Linked DNA regions of Sus scrofa: region 2 is linked to region 1. The links are chromatin contacts, called in public HiChIP or PLAC-seq maps. All regions are on one chromosome and are shown on one strand. The core of a region is the stretch at or near the end of the contact, and the rest is flanking DNA. Distances in the headings are between cores, read along the strand shown.

Evidence for each region. HiChIP or PLAC-seq counts read pairs in DNA pulled down with a chosen protein or histone mark.
Region 2: an H3K27ac HiChIP or PLAC-seq map of alveolar macrophages shows a contact between it and region 1. The contact joins two enhancer-like sites. A contact is called at or near these places in 1 of 47 Hi-C or Micro-C datasets (blood) and 1 of 2 datasets of contacts at active chromatin or transcription factors (alveolar macrophages).

Annotation. Positions count from the first base shown.
Region 1 is chr14:65,491,860-65,494,821 of Sscrofa11.1, reverse strand. The region is part of intron 3 of ARID5B (AT-rich interactive domain-containing protein 5B); the gene reads right to left. Among named protein-coding and RNA genes, the nearest start is that of ARID5B, 85 kb to the right of the region's middle. Within about 2 kb of position 1,466, at least 34 of the 83 cell types and tissues checked have an H3K27ac peak or open chromatin away from gene starts, as enhancers often do. A contact at or near this core is called in alveolar macrophages, where this site is marked.
Region 2 is chr14:65,683,921-65,686,620 of Sscrofa11.1, reverse strand. No RefSeq gene overlaps it. Among named protein-coding and RNA genes, the nearest start is that of MIR9836, 65 kb to the left of the region's middle. Within about 2 kb of position 1,385, at least 2 of the 83 cell types and tissues checked have an H3K27ac peak or open chromatin away from gene starts, as enhancers often do. A contact at or near this core is called in alveolar macrophages, where this site is marked.

The DNA.
Region 1 (2,962 bases), core at 217-2,716:
GAAGGGGGGAGGGAAAGCTTGTTTCGGAAACATCACACTATTATGCTTACTAAAAACCACTAATAATCTACTCCTAACATCACAGTAAGCTTAAAAAAAAATCTTAAAAAAAGAAAACAACCCTCTCACCAGGATTTTATAGAGCCTGGTGGAAAAAGTATGCATGTTCCTTCCTGCACCTAATTACCTCAACTGAAAAATCTGCCAAGTATTTTGCCCTTTGGTTCTCTTAATCGTATTAGGGCAAATGCATTTGGATGCCAATAGAAACAAACATTTAAAGATTTTCACTTAAAAGATTCCAAATATGTATGAAGGCTAGGTTGGAGACACAATGTCCCTCATCCTTCAAAGACAATATATAGTGTTCTTTTTTTTTTTTTTTTTCCCAAGCAGATATGAGTTTGCTCATGTTATAAAAACTGATGTCTAGTTTTGAGACAATTTAAGTAAAATAATGTCAATATGAGAGGCTCTTACAATGATTTATGCTTCTTTCTGTTACTTTATTACATTAGACATTCCTGTCTCAAAGCTTTATACTTTTTACTGTGCTCCTAGCAACGAACCAAAGGCAAAGCATCAACTTTATACACCTGGCACCATTCCAATTCTTACTGCTATTGACAATTATATTGAAGTTTCCATTTAATTGCTGCTCTGTTGTGACACTGAATATTTGTCATAATTAGGCATTTCCTATTTTCCATCCATTCATTTTTGATTATTACTGAAAATGAAAAAAAAATTTTATTCCAGAAAACCTAAGCATGAAAATTCTCCAGATAAGAGTAGCTACAGCTGTTACTATCATTACCAACATTGTAACATGCAGCAAAAAAAAAAAAAAAAAGAAAGAGAGAGAATATAATTTCTCGGAAGGTAATTTTCCTTTCAGTCTAAGTGCTCTTATTCATCTTACAGTTACTCAATGATTTCCTGTTCTAATTACAGGACATTATACAGAAAGACATTTGTAAAAGGAAAATGCAGCAGTGCCTATGACTAAATAGCCTGAATTGGTTGAAAGTGTTTAAAATTCAAAGTTGTACCTCAACTTTATCAATTCCTGGTTACAACTCTGTGTAGACGTGCACTATGCCCCCACTATATTTCTGAATCTCTCATAAGGCAGTCAAATTAGTACACGAAGTTAGTGCACATCAAAGGGGAAAATACAGTTGCAGTTAAACTGATGTTGAAGAGCTGAGGTGGAGGAAGATCAGTTAGTTGTATGTGTGTGTTTTCTCATCAAAGCTGTTGAATTGGAGGCATGCCAAGACAAGGAGTGGAAAATGTTAATAATAAAAATAAATTAAATGCCTGATTAAAAGGGAGAACGAACAAGATTCCATCCGGAATAGAAATGAAAATGCCACAAACTATTTCATAAAAACATACTGTGACGTCAATTGCACATCAGTATTGCACTGTTGTGGTTATTTTGAGAAATGGTTTGTACTGTAAGTCAGCTGGTGCTGCCCCACCCTTAATGATTTTGTAATTCTCTACACAGTAAGCAAGTGGGGCAGCTCTGAGATTGCTAAGACAGAAAACAGACCTAGCCAAACAGAACTGACAATAAAAAGATAATGTACTTTTAACATAACAGAACAAAAAGATTGGCTTTATTAGCTGAAAAAAAGCCCCTCCTTTAAATGGTCCCCAGCTTGCCATTTGTTTTGATAAATGAAAAGACAGATCTTCCCAGGATAGGCAACAAAAACACCACTGGAGAACTTATAAAAAGAAAATGTGGGAAAATATATCAGGGCATGGTTGCAAACAGAACAAAGAATATTTCAAATGTAAAACCCAGGGTTTCAACCGGCTGTCTCCAAATGCAAGCTGCTTCAAACGGATGGACAAATATAAAAATATGTACTAATATGCTAATCTCAGCTTTTGCCCTATATTATTGCTTCATCAATCTAAAAAAAAACAAAAACAAACAAAAAAACAACAACAAAAAAACAAAAACAGAAAGCTAAACTAAAACTGAATGCTGCCCTCACTCCAAGGAATAAATGAACCTGCTGGGAGGTAAAGCCAGCCCCACCCGCAAACTGAAGAAGTGACCACTGAAGCCACGTTCAAGAGCCGCACTACACTTCTTCCTGAGAATTTTGCATGCTCTTCTCAGCCATATTTAAATGTCACCCAAGTCAGATATTGTGCAATAGCTATATCTACTGGTGAGACCACGTGGCTAGGCTGACATGTAGGTAAAAGTGGTGCCCACAAGTGGGGTGTGATTCTAAGGGGCCTGATCTACCTTAACATGCCTTCCTTTCACAGGGTTAACTGTTAGGCTACAGACAACCATTCACTTTTAGTATAAATGAGTTTCAGAGTCTTAATAAGAAAATATAAAGAGCCCACAAGAACACATAGCAGCCATTGCTTAAACAAAATTTCTTCTCCTCTATAGCTGGGTCCAAGGTTTTCTCACAGATTAATTTATGCATTTATTTATTTACCGATGGCCCAGAAAAGGCTATTAGATTTGAACTTAGCTCAACTCAACCCTCTCTAAGAAGCCACCTTGTGGGAAGCCACCTCCAAGATCCAGTTAACCCCCTATGGTTACCATGACAAAATTGCTATAAGAGAAGGAAACTTGACCATCATTAGCACAACTGGTCTTAAAAATCATCTTAACTTCTGCCATCTTTCCCCTTAAAATATCTACTCAGTCTTTCATTTTTCATGTTGTAACTTAACACCTTCCATCACAGCAAGAATCACAATTCCATTACTGCAGCAGCCATGTAACATTTGAGAGGCCCTCCTGAACCCCTAAACTCATAAATAAACCAAATTAAGGTATGATACTGGACAAATCAATAGCAAAATGATTAACTTCCATACATTAGTCATTCAACATGTAGGATCCAAATCTGTGCCTTAACAAAATGACTAATCACTATTTGTCATGATGTTCATGGACATGATTATTTCA
Region 2 (2,700 bases), core at 136-2,635, 190 kb before region 1:
TGCAGCCTGACATGTAGCATGTAACAAATGTAGAAAGAGAAGAATAAGGTATATCTAATACACACATATATGGTATGCGTACATACATATATACATCTATATATTCTTAAAAGAAATTGTAACCCCTGCCCCATTTTCCTTTTTTGCTTTTTTCCTTTTGTACTTGGACTTACAGTGCATAAGAATTTAAGAGATATCTAAAATATGTCCATATATTTATTGTCACTATATTAGAACCCTACGTTAGACATTATTGGGGTTTATAAGATTAAAAAGAATATTTATTCTTGAGAAGTTCACATTTTTGTTGATGGGATTGACCATTTAGAGTATATTGATATGTTACTGTTTAAGCTTACCTCATATATATAACATATATCTGTATACAGACATTTAAAACAATCCCTGCCTACCACCAGTGAACTTAAGAAATTGACTGAAAAGATTAAATAATACATAACACAACAGTGGGCAATATGAAAGAACAGTCAGTATAACACAGTTAAGCCTCTGATTTTAAGAGATATGAGAGATCCATGAGGGGGTATGAGAACTTTTACATTGTGATTTTTCAACAAGTGCAAAAGACCTTGTATCTGTGAAAATGATGAGTTAAGCAGTATAAAATTATATACTATGAATATCTTAGAATGATGTAAGAACAGGTCATAATAGGAAGATTTTTCAAATCTAGGAGAAATAAGAATAGAAGTCAATTTATCCACTGGGCTTCTGGAGGAGTTTAATTTTACACCATTCAAATTTAAGGGAGATTAGTTGTCATGGAATTTGTGGAAAGGAATGGATTGAACAAGGCAGTTAGCCTATTGTTAAGGTAGGAATCAGCAAGCAGATTGGCATGGCTGAAGGGGCAAGGTAGGATAAGCTGGGTCACATGCAGGACTTTAATGCCAGTTCAAGAAAATAAGACAAGTTAAACTAAGTAGGAATATTTGATATCAGGACTAAATCAGCTGAGTTTGTGGAAGGAGCACTCAGCTTATGAATTGAGGGAGTGGAATTCTAGTCTATGGTTTATAGTTAATTAGCCATGTTGCCTTGGGCAAGCTGTTATTCATCTTTTCCATTTCATTATCAGTAGAACCACTGAAATGCTGTTGGTGTTTGTCTCAGGTTAACCCAGAGGGCTCTAGGTTCCTGAGATGATGCCCTTAGAGACTGCAGCCAGTGGGGATGACACTAAATGAGTGAGCCTCTGGTTCTCTCTCTTCTCATTCAGCCAGAGCAACTCCAAGTTGATCTGTTTTATATTTCAGCCCCACCCCAGGTAGTATTACAACAATCACCATTTTACAGATGAGCAATTTGAGGCACAGGACAATTAATTAACTTGCCCAAGGTCTCATGGTGAATGAGACAGGATTTGAACGTAACCAGTCATGACCTTAAGGGAGTGGTCAACTTCCTCATTGTACTCATAACCAGTAATGAATGTGAGACTGCGAAAGGCATTAAGAGCAAGTTTTGCCAGACTTGCCTCCAAACTCTTTTTCTCTAGTGATGTGATCACTTGGAATATCTTTTTGTATTAAAGCCCTCAATGCAATTGATTTCATTCACAGTTGGATCCTACTTGTATACTATCTTGGGCATCATGTCTGACCCTGGGAGGCATTTGGGAAGAAAGATTTGGGTATATGGAAACCTGACTCTACTACCAGGCTGTTTATAAATATGAAAGGGAGGAAAATACAAATTCCATCCAAGAACATCTGGGAGAATGTGAAGAGGTGGTATTTGAGCCAGGCTGGAAGAATGAGTTGATTTTTGTTAATAGCATTTCTTTTTGGCAAAAAGCAACAGATGATAAATGAAGCAAAAAAAAAAAAAAAAAAAGAATGGTGGGGGTGTTATTGAAAAGTTATTAGAATCACCCAGAGGAATGAAGGAAGCCTAAGGAGGGTTGGACAGCAACATAAAATAAAAAAGGAATAGTTTTGTTCTTCTCTTAGCTTGTTAGAATATAGTCTTTGGGGCTAGAGACTATATCAACATAGTAAACCGTTTTAATATTGAAGTGGAAGAATAGAATCACAGAACTTACCATCTAGAACTGTGGTCTAAAACAGGAGTGATTTGTGTTCACCATGGAATATTTGGTAATGTCCGGAGACATTTCTTTGGTTCCCGTGATGAGGGTTCAGGGTGCTGCTTAAATCTAGTGGTAAGAGACCAGGGATGCTGCCAAATGCATATATAAAGTCTTGTAGGATTGCACTCTGTAGATATGGAAAAGGGCATTCTGAGCAGTGGAACAGAATGAGCAATGGGGTGGAAACATTATTGTGGTTCAAAATATGTCCACAAATTCATTGACCCTGTCTTCAAAGGTAGAACGTAATTCTCCCTTTGAATATGGGCCTAGGGATTCACTTCTAACGTAGAGTTTTGGAGGAAGTGATGCAGTGTGGCTTGTGAGGATATGATATAAAGGAGAGGTTGCACCTAAGCACTTTCGTGGGTCACTTACCGAAGTGAGTGAGAGGCCAACAACTACACTCCAACAGTAGTAGAAGAGAGCCATGTGGAGAGAAACTGAGACCCCCCTCAACAACCACCACCAGCTTTTAAATGAGCCCTCAGAAGCAGATCCACCAAGGGTGATGTCAGCCTCCTGAGAAATTCCAAGCCAGAAACCACCCAGCTAAGCATTTCCTAAATTTATAAGATAATAAATGT